Regions from separate parts of the Gossypium arboreum genome. Here all the other regions are linked to region 3. A link is a contact called in public Hi-C data. All regions are on one chromosome and are shown on one strand. Each heading gives the region's core, a stretch centred on a gene start, on an enhancer-like site or on the middle of the called end of the contact. The rest is flanking DNA. Distances are from core to core; before and after follow the strand shown. Region 1 holds the start of LOC108489685 (cell number regulator 8-like). Region 2 holds the start of LOC108460424. Region 3 holds the start of LOC108460328 (syntaxin-71-like).

What was found. A called contact is a pair of places that touch in the nucleus more often than the background predicts.
Region 1: a contact with region 3 is called in a Hi-C map of leaf, with 2.8 times the contacts expected there. The contact joins the promoter of LOC108489685 here to the promoter of LOC108460328 in region 3. A contact is called at or near these places in 2 of 5 Hi-C or Micro-C datasets (both in leaf).
Region 2: a contact with region 3 is called in a Hi-C map of leaf, with 2.7 times the contacts expected there. The contact joins the promoter of LOC108460424 here to the promoter of LOC108460328 in region 3. A contact is called at or near these places in 2 of 5 Hi-C or Micro-C datasets (both in leaf).

The regions. Positions count from the first base shown.
Region 1 is chr4:100,659,130-100,662,057 of ASM2569848v2, reverse strand. LOC108489685 (cell number regulator 8-like) reads left to right here and starts at 1,653. Exons shown (of 3, transcript XM_017794384.2): 1 at 1,653-2,059; 2 at 2,638-2,840. The coding sequence starts at 1,780.
Region 2 is chr4:100,569,127-100,572,201 of ASM2569848v2, reverse strand. LOC108460424 reads right to left here and starts at 1,651. Exons shown (of 2, transcript XM_017759916.2): 1 at 1,244-1,651; 2 at 391-1,111. The coding sequence starts at 1,615. The coding sequence ends at 596. TRNAP-AGG (transfer RNA proline (anticodon AGG)) reads left to right here and starts at 2,267; the gene lies at 2,267-2,338.
Region 3 is chr4:100,425,418-100,428,463 of ASM2569848v2, reverse strand. LOC108460328 (syntaxin-71-like) reads left to right here and starts at 1,331. Exons shown (of 9, transcript XM_017759777.2): 1 at 1,331-1,729; 2 at 1,930-2,055; 3 at 2,295-2,460. The coding sequence starts at 1,574.

The DNA.
Region 1 (2,928 bases), core at 404-2,903, 230 kb before region 3:
GTTAATGAATAATTTGGATGAAATTTTATGGCTCGATTTTGTATGAACGTTTATGTTTCGGATGAAACAAGGTTGACATTAGGATGGGGAAGAGCTGACGACATGAAATCGACGTCACGATGAGAAGATTTGCCGCGTCTCGATGACATGATGAAGGACATCCCGACGAAGCAACATGCCACGTTGCGACAAGGCGACGTGTTCCCTATTCAACCGGGTTTCTTCTTCCAGTTAAACTTGGTTATTTTTTCCCAATTAAACTCTGATTATTCTAGGGATATTTTAGTCATATTTGTACACAAAATTCAGCCTATAAATAGGCCTCTTAGCAACCCTAAATAGTTAAGAATAACAGCAACAAAATTAAAAGTGTTTGTGGGAATTTCAAGAAAACTTTGTATTTCTGGTTCGAGTTTATTTGTTTCTTCATCTTGTACTCCAATTTTCAGCTTTTTACCGTTTTAGTGAAGTTTTCTCTGCTCATAATTTTTTATCCTATTTGGAGGAGTTTTTCCATATAAATATTTATGTTAATTTTCTTTTTAATTTTCATTTATGTTCGTTTCATAATTCAAGTTCGACTCAAAAAAGTACGATTATTCTGTGTGTAATAACATTGTTAAAATCATCCATAATTAGTCGATTAAGTTTCGATGGAGTTTGTGCAAATTTGTCAACTCCAATTACTTGTGAAAACTCCAAGTGTGAATTTGAAGAATTCAAAATTAGTAGATTTAAAAAATTCAAATTTAACGTATGAGATAAAAATTCAAAATCAAAAAAATTATTGTATTCGTTATATTGCAATTCTAGAAACGAAAATTATTGAAAGTTGGATGAATAATATATGGACCAATCGTTAAACAGGTTTACCGACAAATAAGTTATATCGTGTAATTAGGGTGAGGAGGTGGAGACTTGCTGGGCCCATTCTTGGCCCATATTTTGCCTTAGGACGTTACAATTACTTACGGGTAAACTAAAGATATCAAAGTAAAAATAAATTAATAGTCGAGTTTGGATAGGTGGGACAGTACGGTGTGTTGCGTTTAATTTAATTTTTGTCCAATACTATAGTATTGTTACAATATTTAATTTTATAATTACCGTTGTTTTTACAATAACTATAGATAAACGCACCACTCACCTTTAGTTTAATTGGCATCGTCAGGGTTGGGGGGACTATAAATAATACTAGGTATTGTATAAAAAATGACAGAAATGATAATAAAAAAAAACTATAATGAAATTAATGTAAAAAACACAAACTAATGGTCTAATTTTGGTTTTAGTCCATATTCTAGGTCAAAATTTGAAATTTATTCTTTTGGTTTTAATTTGATTCTTTCGACTTTATATTATACTAGTTTTATTTTAGTAGGAGAGGCGGAAGGGGATTTCAAAATTTGAAGTTGAATGAACCCAAGTTTTTAATGATTACACATAGTAGGTTAAAATTAATGATAATTATAGTGTATGCAAATTATTATTACTAAAATTGGATCATAAAATTAAGGACAATGTAATGTAAAACTAATACTAAATTTTTACATTCACCCAATGCTTTTGGCTTTTCAAATTATTACTTTAATTGGCTATGAGTTTGGATTTTATAAAAATAGAGACCAATTAAAAATGAATGACTAAATCTGGAATTTTAACATAATCCAGGGACTACAACTAACTTCACGCCCATTGGTCCTTATAACAAAGACCAAAACCTTTTTTCTTACGTTTTCCCTAACAAGTTTTAGATCCATTTCTTGGAATCCAAAAGAAATGGCCAACAACAACAATCTAGAGGAATCGAGCCCTCTTTTGAGCAAACATGTTGGTGTTGAAGAAGATGAGAAGAAGAATCTAAATGTTAACAACTCAACCGACGTGGCAGCTTCGCCGGAAGCTAGGACCGGAGCTGGGTTTGGTTGGACCGCAGATGGTCTGCCCTTGGTCCACGGGAGTGTCGTTGGAGAACCAATGGGCCGGTCTCAGTGGGATTCCTCCCTCCTCGCTTGTCTTGGTCGTAACGATGAGTTTTGCAGCAGTGACGTTGAAGTTTGTAAGTTTTTATATAGTTTTATTTGAGAAATTCCTAATTCGATCTGTTCAATTTGGAATTTTCCTGCATTTAGAAGCCAAATCATAATTGCTAGGCTTAACTTAAATCTTTAATTCTGCTTTCTTTGTCTTTTTTTTTTTTTTTCCTGAAAAAATCCACCTTTGGAATGAGAGGGGAAAAAGAAGAAAAGAAAAGGAAAATCAATAGGTCATTTATGATTATGCACGAATTGGGTTGCAACGATTAAAAGAATGGGTAGGAATTGTAATGTTGTTCATTGTTTTTAAATCCATGATCAATTAATTTCTGGTTAATGTTATCTTTTTATACAATCTCATAAGATTTGTTAATCTGACTACTGTTTTTTAATATTCAAGTCTGACATATATATCTTTTTAGGTACATAAATATGATCATATGATTCTTCAAACACCATAATATTTGTATCACACAAAAAATTTCATGTAATTCGAATAACATGTACGAAGCTTGAAAGTTAGCACATTTTCTTGGTCATTTGTTTCTAAAAGAATGTAGAATAAAATGTTCTTGATTTGAAATTATGATATTTTGGTCAGGTCTACTAGGAAGCGTGGCCCCTTGTGTGCTGTATGGAAGCAATGTTGAAAGACTTGGATCTGCACCTGGGACCTTTGCAAATCATTGCTTGCCTTATTCTGGTCTTTACCTGATTGGAAATTCCTTTTTTGGCTGGAATTGTCTTGCTCCATGGTTTTCATACTCTACCCGAACTGCAATTCGGCGCAAGTTTAATCTGGAGGCAAGTGAATCTTATTGAGACCATTTTTTAACCAGCTCATTAAGCATATATTATGGATAACTTTGGGTTTCAGTTTTTCGTATACCCT
Region 2 (3,075 bases), core at 402-2,901, 140 kb before region 3:
AACACCGCAAATTGTTTTAGCGGCGCTTATAGACCTAAAAAAATGCCGCTAAAAGTCTGTTAAATAAGATTTAAGAATGCCGGACAAATAATCATTATGAAAGAAAAAACCATTCCCCCCATGATTTGATATGTTAAACCTCACAGGAATACCATGGCCATATATGCATGGGCATGGACATTCTCAACATCAAATGCAGACAAAACTTGGGATAGAACAGTAGAAATGGACCTAGCTCTTGGCGGATGTTAAAAGCCATGTTTCCTATTATTACTGTTTTTGATTCTTTCTCAATCCGGAACATGGTAGGACCATCATGATCATCTTCCTTTTTTGGTTTGCCTTATCTTTTCAGCAATTTGGATGACTCAATATAACAAAAGAAAAAGATCCTTTTTAAAGTTTTTTCCATTTATCCTAACCACTACTAGTAGTTAAAAATGGTGACAAAAAGAGCTTTTGGCTCATCTTTTATTTAGAGTACACTATCTTTTATGACTTTTTTATTACAAACTCCTCTTTTTACAGTTGCAGCTAGCTATAGACCTAGTTGTGTGGTAGATTTAGGTTCGAAGTTGGGATCTGCTCTCTTGTTTTATGAATCTTGTTGAACTACATATGCAACAGTTCTAGCCCAAAACTTGAGATGTTTCTTCATATCAGCAGCAGCAGAGACCCTTGGTACTCTTAGATTCAGCAAAGGAGAATCGGGTCTTTTAATCAGCCAAGCTTCTGATAAATATGGTCTTATAACACCTCTCTTCTCTTCTTGTTCAATATCATCGTCTTTAGATAGTTGGTCAGCATCAACATTGACTTCATTATGGATCCGTTTAGTTCTGGAAAATCCAAGTCTGAGCAAGCCGGGGATAACACCAATCATCCTGGCGTTCAAGTGCTCTTTTGTGAATACAAATCCAAGATCCATGAACCCTTTTACTTCTTCCAGTTCCAAGTCTTTCAAGCTCCTACAACTCGTGGATTTTTGCAGTTTGCATTGATGGTTAATCCTCTGATGTTTATGAGTCGATTGTGATGGAGAATGTGAACGACTAAGATTCCCTCTTCTTGATCTTTTCTTCAATTGTTTTTCCTCTTTTTTAGGATCATCCTAAGAATTTGATCACCATGAAAAACAACAGCAAAAATGAAACAAAAAATAAGAAACATATTTCAAGAGTGTTGAACTTGATGAGCATAGTTCTTTTTCATTCATTTTATTATTATTATTATTACTGTTTACCAGCGCTGGTATTTCTTGGTCTGCAACAGATGATAAAGAGAGGCTTGAAGATGATGAGCTTGTAGTGGTAGATTCTGAGAGGGGCTGCTTTGGTTCAAGGGGGAAATATGGTGAAAAGGGGTCTGGGAAAAGAATAATCTGTTGAAACCAGAGACGATCCATGGCTCCTACGAGACAGAAAGAGAGGTTATTAGCCATTGAGAAAAAAGGGGGAGGGGGGAATACATGGAGGGAGAGAGGGTTATTTATCAGCATCAGTGTGGGGGTTGTATGGTGTTGAAAGAATAAGGAAAAGCATTGGAATATAGAAGTGGTGGAACCTTTGGGCAGTGGAAGATGTGGTGATGGCCATGGATTCATCCAACTCCACATCTTTTCGTAAGAGACCCATATACATGATATGGATACTATTTGTTGCAGTCATGTTGATTCTGTATGTCATAATAGTGGACCACCAAGGGGGACTCTAAACCAACCCGGGACAAGCAGGTGGTATCAACTCTCGTAATCGCCCATTGTCAAATATAATCTGCTTTCTAATTGAAGCTCCAATCAGGACAAATCATGGATAGTGAACCGAAATAATCCAGCAACTCATAACTCATGACTCACAAACGTCTCTTTAAACATTGCAATTAATATCCGCTTTATGTTAGCTTGAAGATTATATCTTCTGTACACACACAAATAATTAACGCAAATTATTTGAATATTAATTTAATATGTAATTTTATACATAAATTTTAATTTTGTATAATTTTATAAATAAAATTTTGATTTGGTTCAATTCTTATAAATTATTAATATAATTATTGATATAACATTATTTTATGTTTATATATTACATGCACAAATAATTATATTTATTCAATATAAAAATAAATTTATGTGTTTATTTTTTAAATGTGTTTTACTTAAATCAAAATTAAAATTTTATGTATATATTTAAATTATAATTAAAATATCATTTATAATTTTAGAATCTTTCTTTAATATTTTGATATCATGAGCAAAAATTAATTAGGGCATTTGGTCTAATGGTATGATTCTCGCTTAGGGTGCGAGAGGTCCCGAGTTCAATTCTCGGAATGCCCCTTTTCTTTACGTTTTCCCAAGATTTTGGAATTTATGGCGGTTTAGATTAAGCAATTTCTACTGTAACTTGGAAGTTAGCCCAAAATGATGGTGAGCTTTAGACCTATGGCTTTTCATGGACTTATTAACTTTCCAAACTACTCTAAAAGTTAGTAGCTTTTTCTTTTTGCTTTCCATTTAATTTTCCTTGAAAATATAAAATGATAATTATTTATCAATATTTTTCATGATACCCATAAGTCAAGAAATTGGATTTTAAATCAATATGTTGGATAGGACTTACGATTTGAAATTAAGAAGAAGGGTTAATGGGTAGTCTCAGAAAAGAAAAACATGTATGTTCTTTGTGTCTAGAGTAGGAGTAGGCATTTCCAATGAAACAAAGTTGATATGGGTAGAAATATTAGCCTAAAATAGACACCACAAAAGTACTTTAGTCTTTCCATATTGAAACTTAATCAGCTGCATTGGCAACACAATAGAACTTCTCATTTCTCCAACTCCATCTGTACACATTATAAAAATTGTGTTTTGATTTTTCAGGGAACCTGCCTCTGTCTTTGTTGCAGAGCTTATGTACTATATATGAAAATTTCATAACACACGTCTTGTTTTCCACAAAATAAAATCCAAGTCCTGAGTGTTCGAAGAACAAGAATAGTACTTGTTTTCAAGATCGAAGTTGATAAAACAAGTAGCAAATATGCTTAAGAGCTGCTTAAATATGAGATGATAAG
Region 3 (3,046 bases), core at 82-2,581:
AGCTTATGACGAATGCACATGGAACGTCCTATTAACCAACTTGAATTGGCCTAATTCGTGGAGCATATAAAGAAACCCATCTACTTGAAGCCTTGGTGGCCTAGTGGAGCACTCTAGTAAAACTAGAGTTATCATAATTAATATTTATAATCCTAAGGGATAAGATTATATAGAGTTTAAATCCCTTAGGATTCTCTTCTTGTAGATAGGCTTTTATTTCGACCGTTAATGTAATTTAAATTGTACTGTTGGATTTGAGGGAATTCAACATAAATAAAGGTCTTCCCCCTCATTTGTTATAACTCAGTTGTAATTCTTCAAAGTAATAAAAACACTTGGTGTGCTTAGTTTTTTTTTTGTGGCTTTTTTGTTTGCTTTTTGTTTTTTCGCTTAAGAGTTTGTTTTCGCTTTATTTCAGTGCCTTATTCTCATCTTTCGAGAGTTAGACTTGTTTAAACGAATTTGAAGTTAAGTTTCTACTTAAGGCCACATGATTTACGAAGCTCTAGCCTGTTACACTTGACGGTGGTTGAATGTGTGACCTTTTAAGTTTAAGTAGAATCTTTATTTTTATTCTTTTAATTTATTTTATTGGAAAATAAAATAATTTATTTATGGAGTAGTAGAATTGCTTTCTTTTTTCTTAACCATGGAAAAAAATGTGAAATAATTGAGCGCGTGCGACTGTAGAATGAAATAGGCTCTATACTAGCCTATTATTGTGGGTTTTAAATTGAGAATATCAATAATGTTACATTAACGATATAAAAATATAGTATAAAAAATATAATGTGTTAATCATAGAATTTTGTAACATAAAATAAAAAAATAAGTCAATTAAGTACTAATTTAATTAGCATCACTATTGTTCCTAGTGCAAAAGGATATAGGTTTATAATAGATAAATGAGACAATTATAAAGAGGATCGATTGTATTAACTTAGGTGTATAACTATCTCTTTATAACATATAAAATGTTGACAAATAAATGAGATTGTTATAAAAAAGTTGTTGTATTAGTTTGAAATTATTATTATTGAAATAAAAAATCTTAATTTAATAAAAGCGCTATAGAAGTATTGTACTAAGAGTCAAATTACATTTTACTCACTCTATTTAAAAATAGATAAATTAATATTTATATATTAAATCAAGAAATAAATTAATCATATCTATTAAAAACTAATATAACTGGTACATAATATATCGCATATTCCTCGTATTAAAATTTTTATGCAGTTTTCTGTAAAATAAATAAAATTTTAATAAAATAATCAAGCATAATATAGTCTGACCTCTCAGATCCTTTTACCCTTTGATTTCACCCTAAATTTACATAATATCAGGATTTTTGTTAAAAAATTACTCTGTCGTGAAAAATGAAAAACGGGTTGACTCCTAGTGTTTAATTATTGATACTGTTTATTCTTCGAATCTTGGAGTTAGTTCGGTGAACGACGTTTACAGGGGAAACAAAAAGAAGCTAAGAAATTCCAACTCTTTTTTCCCTCAATTTTTTTCCCACATCCAAACAGCTACATTGATTGAATTTTAAACTCAAAAGAAAAACATAATGAGTGTAATCGATATTTTGACAAGAGTAGATGTGATCTGCAAGAGGTACGATAAATACGACGTCGAAAAGCAGCGTGACCAAAATGTCTCCGGCGACGATGCTTTTGCTCGCGCTTACGCAGCAGTCGAAGCCGACATTGGATCCGCTCTAGAGGTAGATCCGATCTAATCTAATTCTTTCATCTTCTCTTGGATGAGATTGTTAGGTTTAAGCTTGCCTTATGATTAGGTTATTTAAGATTTAGAGTGTCAGTCTTCCTCTGCTTAATTGATAGTTGTTCAGTAATAATTAGGGTTTTATTGCCTTCGATTTGAGTGTTTTTTTATTTTTTATTTTTTATTTTTATGATTTAGAAAGTGGAACTTGCTTCCAAGGAGAAAAGTAAGGCATCTGCTGTTGCAGTCAATGCTGAGATTCGTCGAACCAAGGCTCGATTGCTTGAGGAGGTCCCTAAGCTGCAGAGATTGGCTGTTAAGAAGGTTAACTTTTTTCCTTCTCTTTTACAATTTCCCAAACTGTTTAACATTTTATTGTAAATGTGAGCTTGTTTAACTATTCATACATTCATAATGTTGTTCAAGCAAACAGATTGACATTTTCTTTTACTATAATGTATTTTGTTTTTACATATTTAGAGGTATTTGGAATATGCTATTTTGGACTTGGATAATTGACTAGTTTGGGCTTCCATTGTGATAGAGTTTGGATTCATTTACAGGTTAAAGGGTTTTCAACTGAAGAGATGGCTGCTCGTAATGATCTGGTCCTTGCATTGCCGGACAGGATTCAAGCTATACCTGATGGAACTGCTGATACTAAACAAACTGGAGGCTGGATGTCTTCAGCACCTTCAGCTTCTTGTACTGCAATTAAGTTTGATTCAGGTGATCCTTAACTCCATTGAAATTTATTGTTAAATTTATAGAGATTGTATGGATGGAGACTTCATGTTTAGCTATTTCCTGACCTGTTAAACTTGCCAGTGTCTAGATTTAAATCTTTATTTCTACCATTTTGACTAAAAGTGCACACCGTATGTGTTATCATCATTTTTTCCATTTGCTTTTTGTTGTTGGGTAGGGTGGAATGGTTTGTTTTTATTTGGTAGAACCTTCCATAATGATTGAAGAACATTGCTTTGTCTTTCAATTAGCTGATGCAAACATGAGAGGGAAAGTTGGGAAAAAATTGGATCAAGAACAAGATTTGATTCAAAGATAAGAGAGAAAAATTTGGAAATAAAGATGGAGAAATAGAAATAAGAGTAGGAACCCAACTAAAAGGTGGCGAGACTGAGCATTTGAGTGCTTTCTCTAATATATTGAAAACTATTGTAATTCATATTTTATAGCTTCAAAAATAATAAAGCGAGGAGGTTGCTTAGCTTATGCTCATATCTGCAAAATGTTGTTCATTCTTTGTTACCATCAGACTGCTTGCAGCAAGAAATTCTCAATCTTATAGTTTATA